Regions from separate parts of the Capra hircus genome. Here region 1 is linked to region 2. Evidence: chromatin contacts called from public Hi-C data. All regions are on one chromosome and are shown on one strand. The core of a region is the stretch at or near the end of the contact, and the rest is flanking DNA. Distances in the headings are between cores, read along the strand shown.

Evidence for each region. A called contact is a pair of places that touch in the nucleus more often than the background predicts.
Region 1: a Hi-C map of blood shows a contact between it and region 2, with 4 times the contacts expected there. The contact joins two enhancer-like sites. A contact is called at or near these places in 2 of 5 Hi-C or Micro-C datasets (blood and liver).

What each region holds. Positions count from the first base shown.
Region 1 is chr17:1,054,430-1,059,071 of ARS1.2, reverse strand. It overlaps SFI1 (protein SFI1 homolog), which reads left to right. Exons shown (of 32, transcript XM_018060927.1): 8 at 248-350. Among named protein-coding and RNA genes, the nearest start is that of SFI1, 35 kb to the left of the region's middle. Within about 2 kb of position 2,246, at least 1 of the 5 cell types and tissues checked has an H3K27ac peak or open chromatin away from gene starts, as enhancers often do.
Region 2 is chr17:824,921-830,298 of ARS1.2, reverse strand. YWHAH (14-3-3 protein eta) reads left to right here. Exons shown (of 2, transcript XM_018060921.1): 2 at 5,377-5,378. Among named protein-coding and RNA genes, the nearest start is that of YWHAH, 5.6 kb to the left of the region's middle. Within about 2 kb of position 4,113, at least 3 of the 5 cell types and tissues checked have an H3K27ac peak or open chromatin away from gene starts, as enhancers often do.

The sequences.
Region 1 (4,642 bases), core at 997-3,496, 230 kb before region 2:
GGCAAGAATACTGGAGTGGTTTGCCATGCCCTCCCCCCTAAGGGTCTGACCTTAGGGACCATCAGTTTCCAACCCTTAGCTGGCAGTGCTAGAACCGTTCTTTGATTGCTTTTTCTGGCAGCAGATCTAATGGTGTTGGTCTTAGGGAGAGGGACCTGAGCCGGGGGTCTGAGGCCCAGCCCTCCCTGCCCTGCTCTTCTGCTGACCATGCTCTGACTGGTCCCGTCTTTGATTTCCTCTCCGGCAGGGTGTGGTGGAGTGCGTGGAGACGGCGACTGGGCCGGGTCCGCCTAGGCCGAGCCCTCCAGGCCACAGCCATGAAGCACTGGGCCCAGAGCCTCCAGCTGCAGGTGAGTCCGCAGGCTCAGGCTTTGGGGTCCTCTGTGCGTGTCGTCAGGCCCCCACCCACAGAAAATGCACCCGACTTCTGGCGTCGGGCTGCTGCCTCTGCTGGGCCCTTTGTGTAGCTCCAGGGGCAGGAGGGGGTGGGAGGCACAAGCAGTGTGGAAGGCTGGACTCTTCAACGGAGAGGCTGCGGGAAGGAATACACTAGATGTGATTTTTTTGTCGTTAATTTGTTTTGGGCTGCCCTGGGTCTTCGTTGCTCTGTGCGGGCTTTTTCTAGTCGTGGTGAGCGAGGGCGACTCTCTAGTTTCGGTGTGGCGGCTTCTGTTGTTGCAGAGCACAGCTCTAGAGTGTGGGGGCTTCAGTGTTTGTGGTGCACAAGCTTAGTCTCCCTGCGGCGTGTGGAATCTTCCCAGACCACAGAGCAAACCTGGGTCCCCGGCATTGGCAGGATTCTCTACCATGGGACCACCAGGGAAGCATGCCCCACCCCAGTAACTTTCTATTAGACAACATTTTGCGTCATCTCTGCAAGTATATGCAATATGTGGAGATCGTGTGCAAACAGTGTAGGTCGGGGGTCAGCCCGCTCGGCCATGGATCAGGTTTGGCCAGCTGCCTGTTATAAAATTTTAACTGGGATGCAGTTACACCTGTCCATTTATGTATTGTCTAAGCTGCTGTCAGGCTACAACGACAGAATTGAGTAGTTGCAACAGAGACCACATGGTCTGCAAAGCCTAAAATAGTTATTATCTCACCCTTTAAGAGAAAAATTTGTTGGCCTCTGAATTCACAAGGTCTTCTGAAGCAATGGACAGAGGAGCCTGGCAGGCTACAGTCCATTGGGTCACAAAGAGTTGGACACGACTGAGCGACTTCACTTCACTTCACTTCTGAAGCAATAGGAAGGAAGTAGACTTAGTTGTTACCAGTGATAATGTGGTAACAAGAACAGTAGGAGCAGTAATGGTGTTTTTGTGGTCTTACTGTCCTGCTGCTGCTGCTAAGTCGCTTCAGTCATGTCCGACTCTGTGCAGCCCCAGAGACGGCAGCCCCCCAGGCTTCCCCGTCCCTGGGATTCTCCAGGCAAGAACACTGGAGTGGGTTGCCATTTCCTTCTCCAAGATGCTGGACTAAGGCCCTTACATGTGTTATCGCAATTTTCAAAATTATTTTTAAAAGCCCATATTATTATTACTTTGCTAACAGAGGTCCATCTAGTCAAAGCTATGGTTTTTCCAGTGGTCATGTATGCATGTGAGAGTTGGACTACAAAGAAAGCTGAGTGCCAAAGAATTGATGCTTTTGAACTATGGTGTTAGAGAAGACTCTTGAGAGTCCCTTGGACTGCAAGGAGATCAAGCCGGTCCTAAAGGAAATCAGTCCTGAATATTCATTGAAGAACTGATGCTGAAGCTCTAATACTTTGCCACCTGATATGAAGAACTGACTCCTTGGCAAAGACCTTGATGCTGGAAAAGATTGAGGGCAGGGGGAGAAGGGGACAACAGAGGATGAGATGGTGGGATGGCATCACCAACTCAATGGACATGGGTTTGAGTTGGTGATGGACAGGGAAGGCTGGGGTGCTGCAGCCCATGGAGTCGCAAAGAGTCGGACACAACTGAGCGACTGAACTGAACCGATTATTACAGGTTAAATAACCCCGATACCTGGCCCTGACCTTTGTCGTGCAGCTGGCAAAGGTCAGGGGCAGCATTTGAACCCAAGCAGCCTGAAAAGTGCAGAGTCGTCCCTTGACCATCCTGCTGCCTTATCCTTGTGGACTGGTGCTCTCGGGAGGGAGAGGGATCCAGGTGAAAAAGCTGAAGCGCAGGAACGGAAGGAGGCTGGTTTTCCGCCACTGCGGGGCTCGGGCTGTGTGGGTGCGTGTCCCTCTCAGCCAGCCCTTTGAGAGCCTGCAGACTCGTCCTGCTGCTGCCATTGTTGCTCAGCATGCGCTTAGAATTCCTGTTTGGCTTTTGCCCTCAGAGCTTGCAACAGCGGCTTTGAATGACTGTCTTCAGTGATAGGTTTTCATGATTTGAGGTTGGATTTAACTTATAAGACAAAAGTCATTCAGAATCAAATCCAATGAAAAACATGAGCAATAAGAAAGCGCTGATATGGACCGAAAGCTTTGTGAGACTCTTAAGACAAATTTTATGCTGCAGATTATAAATAAAATCCTTGTGTCTGGTAAGTACTGTATGATTTACCAGGAACCTCAAGTCATTCCTCTCAATCCTCACATCTCTGAACTAGTCAGGACAGACATCATGACATATGAAATTATAAAAAATGAAGTTTAAACATAAAAACATGAAATATGAAACACTTGTTAAAAATATTAACAAGAATCTTCCCTGGTGGTCTCATGGTTAAGATTTCACTTTTCAGTGCAGGTCCAATCCCTGGTCCAGGAGATAAGATCCCTCAGGCCTCACAGTCAAAAATCCAAAACATAAAACCAAAGCAATATTATAATAAGTCAGAGAAGACTGTAAAAATGGCCCACAACAGAAAAATTAAAAAAAACTTTAACAGATATCCACATCTCCAACATACAGAATTAAAAGCTGTTAGCATTTTTCCATCCTGGCCCCAGAATTTGATGTAATTTAATGTAGTTAAATTCACATTTCAAGCCCTATCCATCCTTCCTTCTGCCACCTTTCCTCCTTAGAGATAACTCCACCCTGATGTTGAAATCCTTATTCTCTTATATTCTTTTGCACTTGTAAAAGTGTATGTATACATGTACGTTGAGAATAAATGTTCTGGCTTTGTGTTGTTAGGAAATTTATAAATGGCATCATACTTTACTTTGCAGCTTGCTGCTTTTTTTTTTAATGCTGCAGTGTATTTTTGAGGTTTATTCATGTTGATACAGAGATCTGTTAACTGCATACATTCAGCCATTTTGCTGAGTAAGACTCAGTTTATCTGCTCACTGCTGCTAAACTGTTATTTCTTCCTGATTACCTTTTTTTTTTTTTAAAGATTACAAAGTGTTGCAGAAAGCATTCTTTTTTAAATTAGCTTACTTTTGGTTGAGCTGGGTCTTTGTTGCTGCCGCAGGCTTCTCTAGCTGTGAGCTGGGGCTGCTCTCTCTGAGAGTCTCCATGCGTGTGCTTCTGATTGCGGTGGTTTCTCTTGCTGCGGACCACAGGCTCCAGGGTGCGTGGGCTTCAGTAATCGCAGCGTATGGGCTCAGTAGTTGTAGCTTGCGGGTTTAGTTGCTACGTGGCATGTGGGATCTTCCTGGACCAAGGGTCGAACCTGTATCTCCTGCATTAGCAGGCAGAGTCTTTACCATTGAGCCACCAGGGAAGCCGCCTCGGAGAGCATTCTTAAACACACATCCCTATATGAGAGTCTGAGGGTTTCTCGTTCCTGGAAGTGAAGCTGTTGGGTCTTTGGGTATCATCTCGTCATCCTTATCCAACATCACCCATTTGCTCTCCACCGCTGTGCCAGTTTACATGCTAAAATTGTTGTTCTGGTTTCTTTGGGACTCATCAGCACTTTGCATTGCCAGACTGGGTCATTTTCACCAATGTGATATGTGTGAGGTGGTTCTTCATTGTTGCTTTAGTTTACGTTTCACGGATTCCTAGCGAACCCCAGTATCTTTTCTGATGCCTGATTGTCATTGGGTTTCTGGTTTTGAGCTTGTTACCGTCCCTCACTCCTTTTTTCTGTTGGGTTATTTAGCTTTTTCTGCTCCGTGCACATGGTCATAGATTTGGCTTACTAATCTTTTGAACTATTAGGTGCACTAACTATTAGGTTTTATAGCTTGTTTACTTTTTCATTTATTCGCTTTGTTTATGGTGCCTTTTTTTTCATACAAGTGTTTTCTTAAATTATGTATGTATTTTACTGTGATGCGGGTTTGTGGCTGAGTGGGGTCTTCTCCAGTTATGGCGCGAGGGCTTCTCATTGTGGCTTCTGTTGTTACAGAGCATGGGCTCTCGGGAGCATGGCCTTCAGCGGTTGTGGCCCCCGGGCTCGAGAGCACAGGCTCGGCAGTCACAGTGCACGGGCTTAGTTGCTCCGTGGCACAGGGATCCTCCTGGATCCGGGATCAAACCTGCGTCTCCTACAGGTGGATTCTTTACCATGGACCCACTAGGGAAGACCCCCGCACAAGTGCTGTGAATTTCACTGTAGCCTAACTTACATTTTTATAAGTTGTGTGAGACAGGATCTTAGTTTGTCATTTTCCTTATGGGTAATTAATTTCCGCAACACTCTTTACTGAGTAGTTCATCTTTTATCTTTTTTATAC
Region 2 (5,378 bases), core at 2,864-5,363:
GCCTAAAAAAAAATCACGCATGTTGAAAACAAAGGTGTTTGTTCACATCAGTTGAGAGCTGCAGTTCCCTGCCTCATCCCCTAATTTGAAGAGGCAAGAAATGTTTTTGAAGTTAAGTAAAGGTGTGTCTTCCAGCTCATCTCACACCTAACTGCTTACATAGAGTGGAACAGTGGAAAGAAAAGTTGTGAAAGATTCTGGAACCCAAGTCCTTTTTAGACCAGGCTTAGAATGACCTTATGCAGTTCATCACCTCATAAAATGAGCCTAGTTTCATGAGAACTATGAGATGATCCCATAATGTGGGATGAAAATATTAGTGCATAAATCTGAGTGATCTAAGGAAAGAGTAATTAATCAGATTTCTAGTGAATACTCATGGATAGACATCATTCAGTCATGTCACAACCCTTAGTCATCCATACTGAAACGGAGGTGGCAATCGTGGGGTTACAAAATGTCAAAGTACTTGGGATGGCGTGGTGTGTTCTAATATTGTTGCACAGTCATTGACAAAGGATGGAGAGAAATACACCTGAAGGACTTGAAGGCTGTCTGTAGAAATCTTAAGTGCAGGCAACAAAGCTGCAGCTTTTGAGGCCCAGCGCAGTGCTATAGCTGTAAGATCTCAGGAAGTAGGGAGTCAGCAAGTGGTCTGCGAAAGGAGAGCATGGCTGAGCGTCCTAGGCTGGGACTTAACCCATGTTGCAGATATGGAAACAGGATGATTCTGAGGTGGACCAGGACTGTGATCAGTGTGGCATCCTACAGCCACATTGGTGCTACCTTTGAAATGCGCGTGAACCAGCAAGCCGTGCTGCCCATGTAAGTATCGCTTTGTCTTAACGGCTGAGGAAGGAAGAGGGCTCTGCATTGGTCCTGCAGTATCCTCAGGTAAAAAGACATTCACTTGGTGAGCAGTTCACATAGCTTTGCTGCACTGACATGAGCTGTCCCCATCTGGATTTGGGGTTGCTAAATTATCCCCCAAAGAGCTCCTGCTGTCAGAAACCCCACCTTTCCTTTAAAGAAAACAAAAATGTATTTTCTCATCTTTGTCTGGAACTTAATATTAGTGATAAGACTTCAGTGTCACACTTTTTCAGAAATAATGACGGGGGGGATACCCCAAGTGTGTGTTCCATGTTACAGTTCGTCAGGTTTATTAAATTTACCATTTTACCTGTTAGGCACTCAGTAAAGGGTGTCTGATTCCATGTGTGTGTTCTCATTTACTCTTGAGAACAACTCTGCATGGACCCTGTTACTAACTCCATTTTACAAATGAGATTTGAAGAGATGAATTTCCTCAAGGTCCAGCTGTAAAGTGAAGATTTCGGCCCTCAAGTTTAGAGCTCTCCCTTTAACCCAGTGATGATGCCCCATGAGGCTGAGGGATCGAGTTTCTTTCTCGTATACTTTTCTGGTCCTTTAGCCATTGTCATCATTGGTCACTTAAGTTCCGTGCCAGTCACATAAGTGGGCTTACTGAACAAATAATTCCCTCTATTAGATAGAAGTCATTTATGCCAAGTTTAATTAAAGACAGTATCTGCCACTTATGGGTCTTAGCTACAGCAGGGGAACATAACTGGATTATGCTTGGTCTCTTAAAGACCGGTTTTTTGGGTTTTTTAAGCTTAGGAAGCAAAATATTAATTTGAGTTCCTGCTATGAATTGAGAAGTGCAAGACTATGTTAAATTATAGTTTTAAGAGATTGTTTCTCCATATTGTGTTTAGTATATTTTACAAGCCTAGAGACCGCCTAGGTTTCAGTGTTTAGGTTGGTCAGATTCTCCCACGTGTCTAGGTCGAAGCTGGTGGAAACTGCCCCTCCTGCTCCTCACCCTGCAGTGGCATCCCCTCCTTAGTGGCGGGTTTTGGCACTTTGGTTGGAACCTGCACAGCTTCTGAAGATTTCGGACCTGGTGCCTCAGGGCAGTAGTGTGCAGTAACCCTGTTCAGATGGGGTTGTATTTAATGCCAGTCATGGCCCATGAAAATGTCTCCTTAAGCCCAGAGCAAGACAAAGGTGGTTTCTTAATGATACAAGGGTAGCTATTTTAACCAATAGTGAGCTTAGAGGAATTAGTCACTACCTGAACTCACCTGCTGTGAGCTCAAAGCCGGGTCTCTTCCTGGCCTTGTAGGACCTGCAGCTTCTCCCTGGTGAGGACAGAAGGTGGCCTTTCCAGGTCAGGGCAAGTGGAGACCAATGATGGGTGCCTTGCCAGTGGGGCACCAGGCAGAATCTTCACTTTGGGGGGCATTGACTTGGGAAAGAATCAGCCAAAAAAAAAAAGCTTTCATTCTTCAAGGTCACTTCATTTTAAAAAATCTATATAGGGTTCTGCTAAAGAAGCTTAAAGATTATCGTGGTTATGTTTATGTAATTGTTCTTGAGGATTTTTTTTTCTTGTTGTAAACTTCTATACCAAAAGCAAGCTTGTTGGTAGCATGTGGGTGTGGGTGGCTGTGATGAGTGGTAGGAGTGTATGTGTGGCCATGAAGGCTGAGAAGCCTTCTCAGGGAGGAGGAGTATCTAAACCTCAGCTTGAGCCATGTGGTCTGGCAGCTCAGGGGATTTTTTTTTTTTTAATTTGTTTGTTCAGTGTTGCTTTTGAGGTTGGATGTTTCCCAGATTGAGAACTTTAAGTTTTCCCAAATAGTCCATGTGCTATTTTTGGCAGTGGGTCTATTTTTACTCACAAACACATAGCTTATTGCCCTTTGAGTTAGTGGGAGGAGGCCCTTGGGGATTGTTGAATAAGCCAATGGTGTCACAAGAAGATAAATGAATTCGTAACTGGCCAGGTCATTGGATGCTTTCAGAAATGCCATGTGGTCTGGAGCAGAAAGGGGTGAAGGGAGCTGGTGCAGCCAGAGGCTCCAGGGTGAGGACACACAGGAGCAGAATGACTGGCAGGGAGGCCGGTCCTCAAAGGAGGTGGGGGCAGAGCCTTCCCAAATGGGAAAGGTTCAGCAGTCTTAAGGTTTTCAGGAAGCATCTAAGTAGGATTACCTGGGGTGGGGAGTCGGGCAGGAGAACCAGACGGCAGAGGGGCAGTGAGCAGAGGTCGGGGAGTCCCTCAAAGCTGGCATGGCCATGTGAGGACCTAGTGTTGGGGGAGGCGCTGCATTGGGCACAGCTGGCATGTGATGGACATGAGAGTGTTGGGACCAGCATCAGAGGAGAAAGAAGGCTGAGAACCCTTGTCTAGGTCTCTCCTATCTTGGGAATTCCGTGTCTGCTCTTTCTGTTCCTGATGAGCTGTTTGGAAACTTGTGACCCTAGAGACGCAGGAAGTCATCTCTGCCGAATCCACAGGTGGCTGTCCCGCTGGGCTCGTGTGATGGTTGGTTGGGACCAGTTCCTACTTCTCTGCCCTGCATCACGTTGCCCTCAGGATCTGCCCCTCTTAGTGGGTGACCAGACTTGTCTTTAAGTATCCTGGCTCCTGTATTTTGGAAGTTGAAGTGTTGAGAATTCACACTAGCAGACATTAGCGAAGGTTATTTGCACTAAGTATCAATAGCCAAGACTGGCTGTAAATCTTGTTTTACAACAGGCCATCGGATTTCACTTCAGCCTATAATTTTCCAATCTGGGGAAAACTCCCAATTTTCTGTAGTCATCTGATCAAGTAATAAAACTATCTTCCTCCCATAAGTTTCCTTTTGTTAGCCAAGTTGTAATCCAGGAGTATTAAAAAACACTATATTTAAACATATGCAGTTGTTTCCTAGTTAGGCTTTGGCTGGGGTTCTGAGAACAATGCTTGTTTAGCTGTTAGTCACACTCAGCTGATGCCGATAGTGATTCATTCAGACTGGCAGGCGACCAGGTGATCGTTACATAAACACTGACACTCCTAGGCACTAGTGTTTCTTGTGAAGGCGTCATTACAAATATTGCCCAGTAGCCTTTTTTGGCGGTTTATTCTGGATGGAGAAAGGATCAGGCCTGTGGATTCCACAGATACACCCACGTTATAGTACCGACCTCAGGCCTTAACCACACCTGTTATTGTTGCTCAGGAAAAACAATCCTAGGATTTTAGAGCTGAAGAAATCCTTGGAGGTGGTTTGGGCTGGCTTCACTAATTTGACTTTTGATGCCCAGAAAAGTTGTGTTCTGTTGAAGGTCACACAACTAGCTCAGGCTGTGCTCCACATGTCTTAGGACTTTTCTGAATAATGATACTGCCTCTTGTACAAACACTGTGTGATATATAAATATTTCAGGTATGCACTCAATTTTAGTGATACACTCTGGGGATGTATCTTGAGGTTTCTTTGCAATAGTCCAACAAAAGCAGTTTTATTGGTCGCAGGATGAAGTATATTAGTGACTCCTTATGGATGTCACTTGCACTTCGGTATCAAGTGGCCTTAGTTGGGATTTGCTTACTGGAAGATCTGAGGAGCTTTCCAAATTCTGTTCTTGCCTCACATTTTGTTTTATGCAGTATTGTCCTAGAAAAGTGTCATTCTAAAGGATTCAGGCATTTTGAGATTTGTGATAGTATTTGAGATAGGATTCTGATTTATATGGGTTGCTTCCATACTTTACACTTGTGGTAAAGCGACATGAGTATGCGAGTGTTTAAAGGCAGTCCTTGGAGAACACCATTGGGTTCCAGGTCTTGAAGGACCCAGGAATGTGGATGAGTAGAGAATAGGGGATTACTTCAGACCTGTGTGGACACCACTCCTATCTGTGTGGTGGTACCGAGGAGCCCAGCTTGTGGGCAGCCCTCCTGGGGAATGTCGGGGAGTCTTGCAGCTGTGGAGCATGACATGTGGTTGGGTTGATGGACTGGGCAGAGGGGGAGACCATCCCCGGCCAAGGGCTTGTAGCAGAAGAGGAAGAGTCCTGGGGATGGGGACATGGGGGAAATTAGAAGAGGGAGGGTGTTTATATTCTGTCTGGGATTTATTGAGGAGGGAAGTGGTGATAGACAATTGCTTGTTTCACTTTTTAAGAACTTGGCACAAGGCCTGAATTGTGAATCTCTCAAAGTTCTTAATGCTAATATCTTTGAGTTGGTATCTGCTTCTTCTGTTAGACTGTAGTCTCCGTTGAGATAGGGTCCTTGTCCAATTGGTTTTTCTTGAGTGGCTTCTCTGTAATCCTGTTTCATTTTGGACATTTTTTGTCCATACTGTGCGGCATGTGGCATCTTAGTTCCCTGACCAAGGGATTGAACCCGTGCCCCCTGCATTGGGAGCATGGAATCTTAACAATGGGATCACCAGGGAAGTACCACATAATCCTGTTTTTCAGGAGGCTTGTTGACGGGGTTGAAGGGAAGATCTCTCTCCCAGGGTTTTGAACTTGGGTCTCAGTGTTTATCTTTTGGGGATGTTGCAGGT